Linked DNA regions of Mus musculus: regions 2 and 3 are each linked to region 1. The links are chromatin contacts, called in public ChIA-PET and HiChIP or PLAC-seq maps. All regions are on one chromosome and are shown on one strand. The core of a region is the stretch at or near the end of the contact, and the rest is flanking DNA. Distances in the headings are between cores, read along the strand shown.

What was found. ChIA-PET counts read pairs in DNA pulled down with a chosen protein or histone mark. HiChIP or PLAC-seq counts read pairs in DNA pulled down with a chosen protein or histone mark.
Region 2: an RNA polymerase II ChIA-PET map of memory CD8 T cells shows a contact between it and region 1, with 8 read pairs. The contact joins two enhancer-like sites. A contact is called at or near these places in 4 of 484 Hi-C or Micro-C datasets (the G1E-ER4 cell line, the N1E-115 cell line, psoas muscle and 1 more), 1 of 115 datasets of contacts at active chromatin or transcription factors (memory CD8 T cells) and 2 of 9 other capture datasets (liver and pancreatic islet).
Region 3: an H3K27ac HiChIP or PLAC-seq map of embryonic stem cells shows a contact between it and region 1, with 6 read pairs. The contact joins the promoter of Qsox2 here to the enhancer-like site in region 1. A contact is called at or near these places in 1 of 39 promoter capture datasets (cranial neural crest), 2 of 15 datasets of contacts at CTCF or cohesin (embryonic stem cells and pro-B cells), 16 of 484 Hi-C or Micro-C datasets (CD4 T cells, the G1E-ER4 cell line, the HL-1 cell line and 8 more), 8 of 115 datasets of contacts at active chromatin or transcription factors (bone marrow-derived macrophages, embryonic forebrain, embryonic midbrain and 2 more) and 4 of 9 other capture datasets (adipose tissue, embryonic stem cells, liver and 1 more).

What each region holds. Positions count from the first base shown.
Region 1 is chr2:26,053,884-26,056,769 of GRCm38.p6, reverse strand. It overlaps Nacc2 (nucleus accumbens associated 2, BEN and BTB (POZ) domain containing), which reads left to right. Exons shown (of 6, transcript NM_001037098.1): 6 at 1-1,234. Among named protein-coding and RNA genes, the nearest start is that of Ubac1, 34 kb to the right of the region's middle. Within about 2 kb of position 1,504, at least 41 of the 459 cell types and tissues checked have an H3K27ac peak or open chromatin away from gene starts, as enhancers often do. A contact at or near this core is called in embryonic stem cells, memory CD8 T cells and nephron progenitors, where this site is marked.
Region 2 is chr2:25,851,482-25,854,367 of GRCm38.p6, reverse strand. No RefSeq gene overlaps it. Among named protein-coding and RNA genes, the nearest start is that of Sohlh1, 5.7 kb to the right of the region's middle. Within about 2 kb of position 1,512, at least 55 of the 459 cell types and tissues checked have an H3K27ac peak or open chromatin away from gene starts, as enhancers often do. A contact at or near this core is called in memory CD8 T cells, where this site is marked.
Region 3 is chr2:26,235,919-26,238,804 of GRCm38.p6, reverse strand. It overlaps Qsox2 (quiescin Q6 sulfhydryl oxidase 2), which reads left to right and starts at 1,406. Exons shown (of 12, transcript NM_001302956.1): 1 at 1,406-1,762. The coding sequence starts at 1,453.

The DNA of each region.
Region 1 (2,886 bases), core at 255-2,754:
ACTGCAGGTGTGGGCCTCGAAGAAAACTAGATGTGTGGTGTTTGTTTAGAACCTAAAGGAAGGCAGAAAGGGGCTGTGAGAGCTGGCAAGCTGACAGGGCCAGTCCCCTCCAAGGGACTGTGGGGTGCCTGCTGCTACCTGCTTCAACAGCAGGACCTTCCCAAGCCCAGTGCATGTTGTGCTCTGCCCCACTGTCCTCTGCTTGGGTTCCCTAAAGATGGTGATTCTTAGCTGACTTGGGGAAGAGCAGGTGGCCTATCAACCAGCTGAAAACTCGAAAGACCCTGTTAGAACCTGCTTGCCGCAGATCCCAGATGGGAATGGCGACAAGCACATGATCTGTCAGCTTTACGCACTTCACTTCGTGGAAAGGTGCTGCTGCTGGGTGGTTCTGCATGTCAGGCAGCTCAGCCTATGCTGCTAGAAGAAGGGCTCAGTACAAAGTGTTTCAAAAGTGGCAAAGGTGTTTGCTTTGTTTGTTTTGTTTTCCTAGAAAGGAAAAGGATGCAGGATCTAAAACCTTCTGATTGAATAGCCTCTGCTTGTGTCCCATTGGTCCCCTCACTGCAAGCTCGATTGTGATTTTTATGTCAAAGGAAGCCAAAATTTGCAATACTATTTTTAGCAGACAAAAAGATAACTCGGTATAAAATGTATAAATATTTTTGACTTGAACATTTTGGGTGTCTCTGGGTGCAAGAAGAACATTAATCCCTTCAGGGGGATGTTTGGAGAACAGGACCGGAGGAAGGGGGTTGTTTTGAAGGCACTGTCCAGGGGTTAAAGTAGCATCATAATTCATGACTGTTAGGAATTAAGTTAATAAAGTCAGTGCTCCCCTACCTCTAAGGAGGCCTTCACAGAACCACTGAGCTAGAGCAGACACCACATCTTGGCTTTCTTTTTAGGGAGGAGGAGGCTTTGGTTTTTGGTTTCTTTTGGTTTCCTTTTGTTTTGTCCCTCCAGCATCCTCCTCTCTCTGTGCTGTGACCCCCGTAGTGACAAGACTGTTACTTTGTAGCCATGGCTGAAAACATTGTATCTATAACAACAACAAAAAATAAAACAAACAAACACAGCTATGTCCGCAAGCCGACCAGGGAAACCCTAGAGCTTTGAGCCTGTGCTCAGAGCTGTTTCAGAAGTGGAAATCCATGACAAAAGGATGTTCTCGTTAACTGTAAGGCGCTTTGTAAAGTTCACATTTACAGAATAATAAAGTCAATTCAAACCCAGCTTTCCTGACCTTTGCTTGACCAGTGGGAATGGGGACACAGTATTGGAGAGAAGTTGGGAAGAGATTTAGCTGTGGAAGAACATGGGGCTGCCTGTCCCCAAAAAGTCGCTATTTGAGAGAGATATGAGGGTGCCACTGCCTAGACTGAGTAATGGTTTTATTCAATGTATTGTCTACAAAATGGCTCTTCCTCTTCATCTGGCCCACCTGCCCTCCCTCCTTTGGATGTGTGGCTCCCTATGTCCCCTCCCCTTGGCCAGGCCTGCCCCCAAGTGGGCAGAGGGACAATTGCATGTGGGTGGAGCTTATCTGGGCTGCACTGGGGTTCTGGGTTTAGGCCTGGCAGCTGTTCTTCCCTTGCCGTGGGTGAGCAGGCTTTAACATGAGTCTCGGAAGAGGGTCCTGGAAGCAGCCTCTGGGGTCTTACCCTGAACCCTGACTCTGTACGTCCCATTACTAAAGATGACTCCCTTCTGAACCTTATTGCTCATGCTTTTGCAGCCCGTGAGGGGTTTCCCCAGGGCCACTTTTGGTTACCTGATGGGATCCCAATCTCTGGCTCCCTTTCTATGCTTCATACTACCTGCTCTGTGGAGTTCGAGATAGATTCCCTAACTCACCTGTGTTTGTTTGTTTTTGTCTCATCTGGAGCTAGTAGGTCTGTGCCATGTATATGTCCCCAGAAAAAGGTGTCCTGGAGCCCTGTCCAGCACAGCATGGTCACTCTCCTCCTCCCCCTCCTCTCCTTCTTCCTCTTCCTTTCTTCGTCTTCCTTCTCTCTCTCCCCCACCCCTTTTCTGAGACAGGGTTTCTCTGTGCAGCCTCAGCTCTCCTGGAACTCACTCTGTAGACCAGACTGGCCTTGAGCTTAGAAATCCACCTGCCTCTGCCTCCCGAGTGCTGGGATTAAAGTTGTCCACCATCACCCAGCTCAATCGCCCTCTTAAAGGAGTGTTTGAGGTAGGATACTGGTTTAGGCTCATCCAGAGCCATCTCCTATGGGAGCCTCAATGCTCCCACCCTGTCCCCATCCAAATGCTCAAAGAACAAGGACACAGGTGTGAGAGGTGAGCATTAAGCCCCCCCCCTTTTACATCCTACCACCAACTCCAGCTTGGTCCAGAGTCAATGGATCCATGCCCACATTCAGGGGAGGGGCAGGGTGGGGGAACAATAGAGACACATCCCTTTTCAGGACATATTACCCTGGCTCTAAAATCCCTACCTCTGCAGCCACCACCCCCACCTAGCCTTCATCCACTCAGGCTGGATTCTTAGCCATGCACTTTGACTGTTAAGGAACCAGAAAGGGCATAGGCCAGAAGGCCCCAAGGCCTGTGGGGGTCAGGGAGTATTGATGCAAGACAGGTTTTGTCTTAACAGGAACTTTGAAATTGGTCACTCAGTGCATGTCAAATGCCAGAGTCATTCTGGCTTTCCAAGAAAGAGAAGGCTGTGAAGTGCCACTAGGGGTTTGACCCTGTGACCTGGAAGCCTCTGACAAAATCTGCTATGCTCAGGAAATGTGTATCAGTGTCTTGCGTGTGTGCACAGCCCCTTCCATCCCTTGTCCTTACCCTTTTAAGGAGGAAGCTGGTGTTTTAGCAGGTTCTTGGCTTTGCCCGGCCTTTTGGTCCAAGCAGAAGGTG
Region 2 (2,886 bases), core at 263-2,762, 200 kb after region 1:
TCTGCACAGTTAAAATGCCAGAACTGTGGGAGCTGCCAGGCTGCAGGGTAGGTAGCTCTCCCTAGGGAAAGGAGCTTGGTGTCTATGACAGACATGGTGGCTCCCTGACACTCCTGAAGCAAAGTGAAAGCTCAGAGTTCGAGCAGAACTGGGACTGGAGTCACCGGAAGTGACACTCAGTGGTATCTTTCTGTATCAACCAACTGGAAGGAAGAGAGGTGCCCTGGCTGTTGCAGAAAGCCAAGGGGCAAACATCACCCCTGGCACTACATCAAGGGTATGGACAAAGCTGAGTCCCGAGGATGCTCATGGCAAACGTGCCAGGGCACTTATGCGGAGGTCAGAGGGCATCTTTGTGGAGTCTCTTTGCCATGTGGTTTCTAGGGATGGAACTTAGGAATCTGGGAGTCTTGGTAAGTTTTACATTAACTTGACATACACTCATTAGTCATTTGGGACGAGGAAATCTCAGTAGAGAAAACACCCCCACTACAAAGGCCTGTGGGCAAGCCTGTGGGGCATTATCTTAACTGATGATGGATAATCAATGTGGGTCATGGTGGGAGGTACTACTGATGAGTGAAGCTGGCTGAGGGAGCAAGCCAATAAACAGTGTTCCTCCATGGCCTCTGCCTCAGTTCTCGCATCCAGGTTCTTGGCCTTCATGGGTTCGTGCCCTGACTTTCTGCAGTGACAGACTGTTACCTGGAAGTATGAAATGGAATAGACCCTTCCCTCCTCAAGCTGTTGTTAGTCATTTTGTTCTATCACAGCATGGAAACCCTAGGACACTGGGCTTCGTGGCAAATGCTACCTCACCAGGTCCAAAGGAAGATTCAAAGGCAAGGGAGCCACAGAGGACAAAGTCCAACACTGAGGTCCGCTTAACCACACACAGGGTCTGCCGTGTTCTCACTGGTTCTGGTTGTGCCTGGGAAGCTTGCTGCCCTCGGGAACGTGGCCTTACCTGTTTGAACACCAAGAAGACCAAAAGAAGCAATTGCAAAAGACAGCAAACCCATATGATCTAACTTCATCAACTAAAAATCTAAACTAGGTGGGTGTCTTAGTCTGGGTTTTATTGCTGTGAGGAAACACCATGATCAGAAAGCAAGTTGGGGAGGAAAGGGTTTATTTGGCTTACACTTCCAGATCATAGTCCACTGCTAGAGGAAGTCAGGACAGGAATTCAAACAGGACAGGAACCTGGAAGCAGGAGCTGATGCAGAGGCCATGGCAGGATGCTGCTTACTGGCTTGCTTTCCCTGGCTTGCTGAGTCTGCACTCTCGGGTATGCCGAGTAAATACCTAGGCTACATCTACAGTTGGCACTGGAATCCTGGGGACCATTCTGTTCCTTGCTCCTACCTCTGCCTCCTGGGTGGCTGCTGAGCTCCCTCCAGCTTTGGCTGTAGAGCTGTTGTCTGACTGTTCCTCTTGCCAGCCAGGGCTGCATGTGGGCCTGGGCCACTTCCTGCTGCCCTGGAGACACTGCTGCTTAACCACAGACCCAGAGGGCGAGCCAGGCTTGTACTCTGGCTGCAGGCCAAGATCAAGTTCTGTTTCTTAGTCTTCAGGGCCCAGAGGGTCCCGAGATGGCTGGGATCCAGGCTGTTCGGAACACACAGTTCCAGGAAAGGTCTGTGCTCTGGTGGGAAGTGTACTAGAGTGGTAGAGAGGAACTCTTTGCTTTAAGAAAGCAATGTCACCCAGGCAGTGGTGGCACATTCCTTTAATGCCAGCACTTGGAGACAGACAGGCAGATCTTTGAGTTTGAGGCCAGCTTGGTCTATAGGTATATTCAGGTATATATAGGTATATCCAAGACATCCAGGGGTACACAGAGAAACCCTGTTTTAAAAAACAACCAAAGAACTGAAACAGACAACAATGTCAAGGCCCCTCCGTCTGCCACACTGGCTGTCATCTTAGGGCTGAAAACCCCGAACCACACTCAGGTGCATAACAGAAGAGGACAATGTCTAGTGACCTAGGAGGACGTCTCTGGATCCCTACTTGTCAGCTATGATGAAGTCTGGGTATGTTAGCAGCATTGGTGCAGGGCTGATAGAGATGAACTGGAGACACTGTGAGAATCAAACTCCCTTGAGAAAAGTACTTCACATTTTCCAGCACCTATAAAACAGAGATACATCCAAGGCAGGGCTGATCCACTCAGGACTCTCAGCTCCTACCCCCAGGCCCCTGCTAAGGCCACTGTGAACTGCCAGTTTGGTATTACGAAGGGCTCACCCCCACCCCACCCCCACCCCCTACCCCCACCCCACCCCCACCCCCTACCCCCACTGCCGCCTTAACACCAGCCCTACGGTCCTGGCAGCAGCTCTGCCTGAAGGTTTGAGAGCAGATCTGTGCAGGGACAGAAGTCAGGCTCAGATTTGGAGGGTGGGGGCGGGAATGGAAGACTTGTGGACAGTGCCAGGTAGAAGATGCCACTAGTCCTGGAGCTGAAGCCCAGACTGCAAGGACGCAGTGTCCCTGCTTGGACTGCAACCAGGCAGCAAATTGTGACACCAAATCACAGAGATATGTGGCAGAGGGTCCCCAAACAGCAAGGTCACAGAAACCAGAGAGCCCTCCCGGGGTTACTCTGCCTGGCAGGCAGCTCTTGATTGGTTCTAGCCAGGGGCGGGCCAGGTGCTCTCTACTTCCCAAGGACACTGTCTGCTTTCAGAGCATTTGCTCCCAACCCCACATTGTCTCACCTAGGACTTCTAGGAATGTCTCTGGCCTTTAAAGATCCAGGTGAAAACCTGGGCCTTCACCCAGAATGGTCCTCAAAGACAGGGCAAACTGTCAGCAGCGGCAGCATCCCCGGACTCCCTTTCAGTATGCTTGGCCTCAGAAAAGCAGAGATAGGCTGGG
Region 3 (2,886 bases), core at 157-2,656, 180 kb before region 1:
CACCCTACCCCCAGGCAGTTTCCCTACCAGTCTCTCTGGTCCCTTGTCCTGCTTATTCATCCTCTGGTGACCATTAAAAATCAAATAGCTTCTCTGTATTTGTCTCCCAACCATGTCTCCCTGTTGCAGGATATTTGATCACAATGTAAACCCCAAGACTGTGTTATTTACTGAGAATAAAACCGGTTTCTAGTTGTGGTGTGGCTCAGCCCTTAGCACACACCTTTAATCCATGAGCTTTCTGTTTATTGTAAACAGTATAGATTAGATATAGATATAGATATAGATATAGATATAGATATAGATATAGATAGGCTTTTCAAGACAGGGTTTCTCTGTATAGCCCTGGATGTCCTGGAACTCACTCTGTAGACCAGGCTGGCCTCGAACTCAGAAATCTGCCTGCCTCTGCCTCCCAAGTGGTGGGATTAAAGGTATGCGCCACCACGCCTGGTTTATTGTAAACAATATTAAATAGGTCAAGAGGAAGAACAAGAGACCAGTTGACAGGGAGTGAAGTAGGAAAAACCGTACAGTGAGAGATCAGGTAGACAAACAGGAAGTAGAAGAGATTACATATTCTCTCTAGTGTTTGGAGAAAGCAGAACATTAGCATAGGAAAGTAGACTGAGTGATTGGAGAAGCCAGACATGGTGGTGCACATGTGTAATCCCAGTCCAGGGAGGCAGGAGGACAGATTCAGGCACATAGTGAACTCCATGCCAGCCTTAGAACCCTGTCTAAAAAAGAAGAGTCAGGTCTACCTCTCCTTTCTACCATCTTAGCAGGAAGCCAGCCAACTTTACCAGGTGGTTCTACTGTATCATGTGGGTTATAAAAAGGTCAAGGGATCATCGTGGATGTTTGAAGTTGACAGGTAAAATCATAGGTTGCATGTAAAATCTAGGATTCATGCTACATAAGAAATACAGGCATATAGCAAATATTTTTTCGATCTGTTTTTGTCCTATTAAATCTGCATTTCAGACTGAAAATCTTGGCCTGGTGTTTACTCAACATTCAACATGGCACGGGCTATTTCCCCTTGCTAAATCTGGCTACTTAGGCCCAGGACTTTCACTAGGTGAAAATTGCTTGCGGGTTTTAAGATTTTTAAGAGTTTTTTTTAATTGGGATAGGGCCAATGACCAGAGGCAGGGGCGGGGCCAGGAGCACAGGGGCGGAGCAGACTTAAGGAATGAGGCGGGGCCTACATTCTGGGGCGGGAACAATGTTCGGGGGCGGAGCAAAAAAGCGAGCTGTGCGGGACCTGGAATGACCAGTGCTGGGGAGGGGGGTCAAATTACGAGGGCGGGGCGAGAACGAAGAGTAGTGCCTGGGAAGATTAGCGGATTCGGGGGCGGGGCTAGTGCCTAGGGCGGGACCGGCGCGCGCAAGCACGTGACGCCGGTTGCCAGGGTGAAAGGTCAACGCGCCGGCGGCACTCCCAACATGGCTGCCGCCCGGGCTGTGGCGCGGGATCCAGGAGCTTATGCGCGGCAGCCACCGTCTCTTCGAGCCGCGCGGCTGCCGCGGCTGCTCTTCCTGCTGGCGGTGGTGGCGGCAGTGGGGCCCCGGGAGGGCGGCGGGGCGCGGCTCTACCGCGAGGGCTCAGACGCCGTGTGGTTGCTGGACAGCGGCAGCGTGCGGTCGGCCACGGGCAACAGCTCAGCCGCGTGGCTGGTGCAGTTCCACTCGTCGTGGTGCGGCCACTGCATCGGCTACGCACCCACCTGGCGAGCGCTGGCGGCGGACGTGCGAGGTGAGGGCCCCGCGCGCCGGTGGACGTTCCTCCGACGCAACAGCTACGTGGGCGAAGCCCCACAGATGGGGCCGATGGCTTTCCTGAGGTCGCCAGCTCAGAACACCGACTTCAACATGTCCCCAACCACTTATCCTAGCCACTACCCGATCAGTTTGACTTTCCCCATACCCAGCAATTGCATTTCAGAGGCTACCCTCTCCACTCAGGAAGGTCCCCATTCCTGTCAAACCTCAGCCTCGTTTGCTAGGTAGCCGACCATATGGTGGGCATTGGGCTGAGAAACTTAGATACCCACTCTGGGGACTGCTCTGCAACAGCAGAAAGTTTACAAAGCGTCTTCTTGCTGGGCTTCTGGGTCACTAGCCATAGCTTTCAGGAAATCTTCCCATATATGTTTAGTTACTCACCTTTGTAGAACTCAGACCCCTTGGAGCAGCTCCTGTAAATGGAATTTAAGTGGCCTTCCCAGCACTGGCTTACATTTGGCTTCACTGGCTTACAACTGTTGAACTAACCTCTAATTACAGATCTCTCAGGGCAAGACAACAAATTGTTACTCTTTTTCCTGCACCTTTGGTTTTAGGTCTGATGTTGAACACTGCTGTGTTCTTCTTAAACAGATTTGCAAAGAAGCCCTTTTTCCAAGTACGCAATTGCAGATGACTATTTTAAAATGTTTACCCTCTCTTTCCTCATTGTTGGGGCACTTTGACTTATATTTTTTTATTTTTTTGAGACAGTTTCATGACGTTGTCCAGGCTGGCCTTGAATCCATTGACCTCTGCTTTGGTCCTTATGTAGAATCTAATGACATTGTTCTCTTGGGTCGTAAGTTTTCTTTTTCTTTCTTCTTAATACTTAATTTGTTTTGAATTACATGGGCGTGGGTGTGTGCAGGTGAGTGCAGTTTCCCTTGGAAGGCAGAGGTTTTGGATTCCCTGCAGCTGGAATCAGAGGTGGAGGGAGCTGGGAATGACACTCCAGACTGAAAGAGCAGTGTGTGGGGTTTTCTTTGTTTGCCTCTTTATTTATAGTTTTTCAAGCCAGGGATTCTCTGTGTAGTCTTGGCTGTCCTAGAACTCACTCTATAGACCAGGTTGGCCTTGAACTCAGAAAGATCC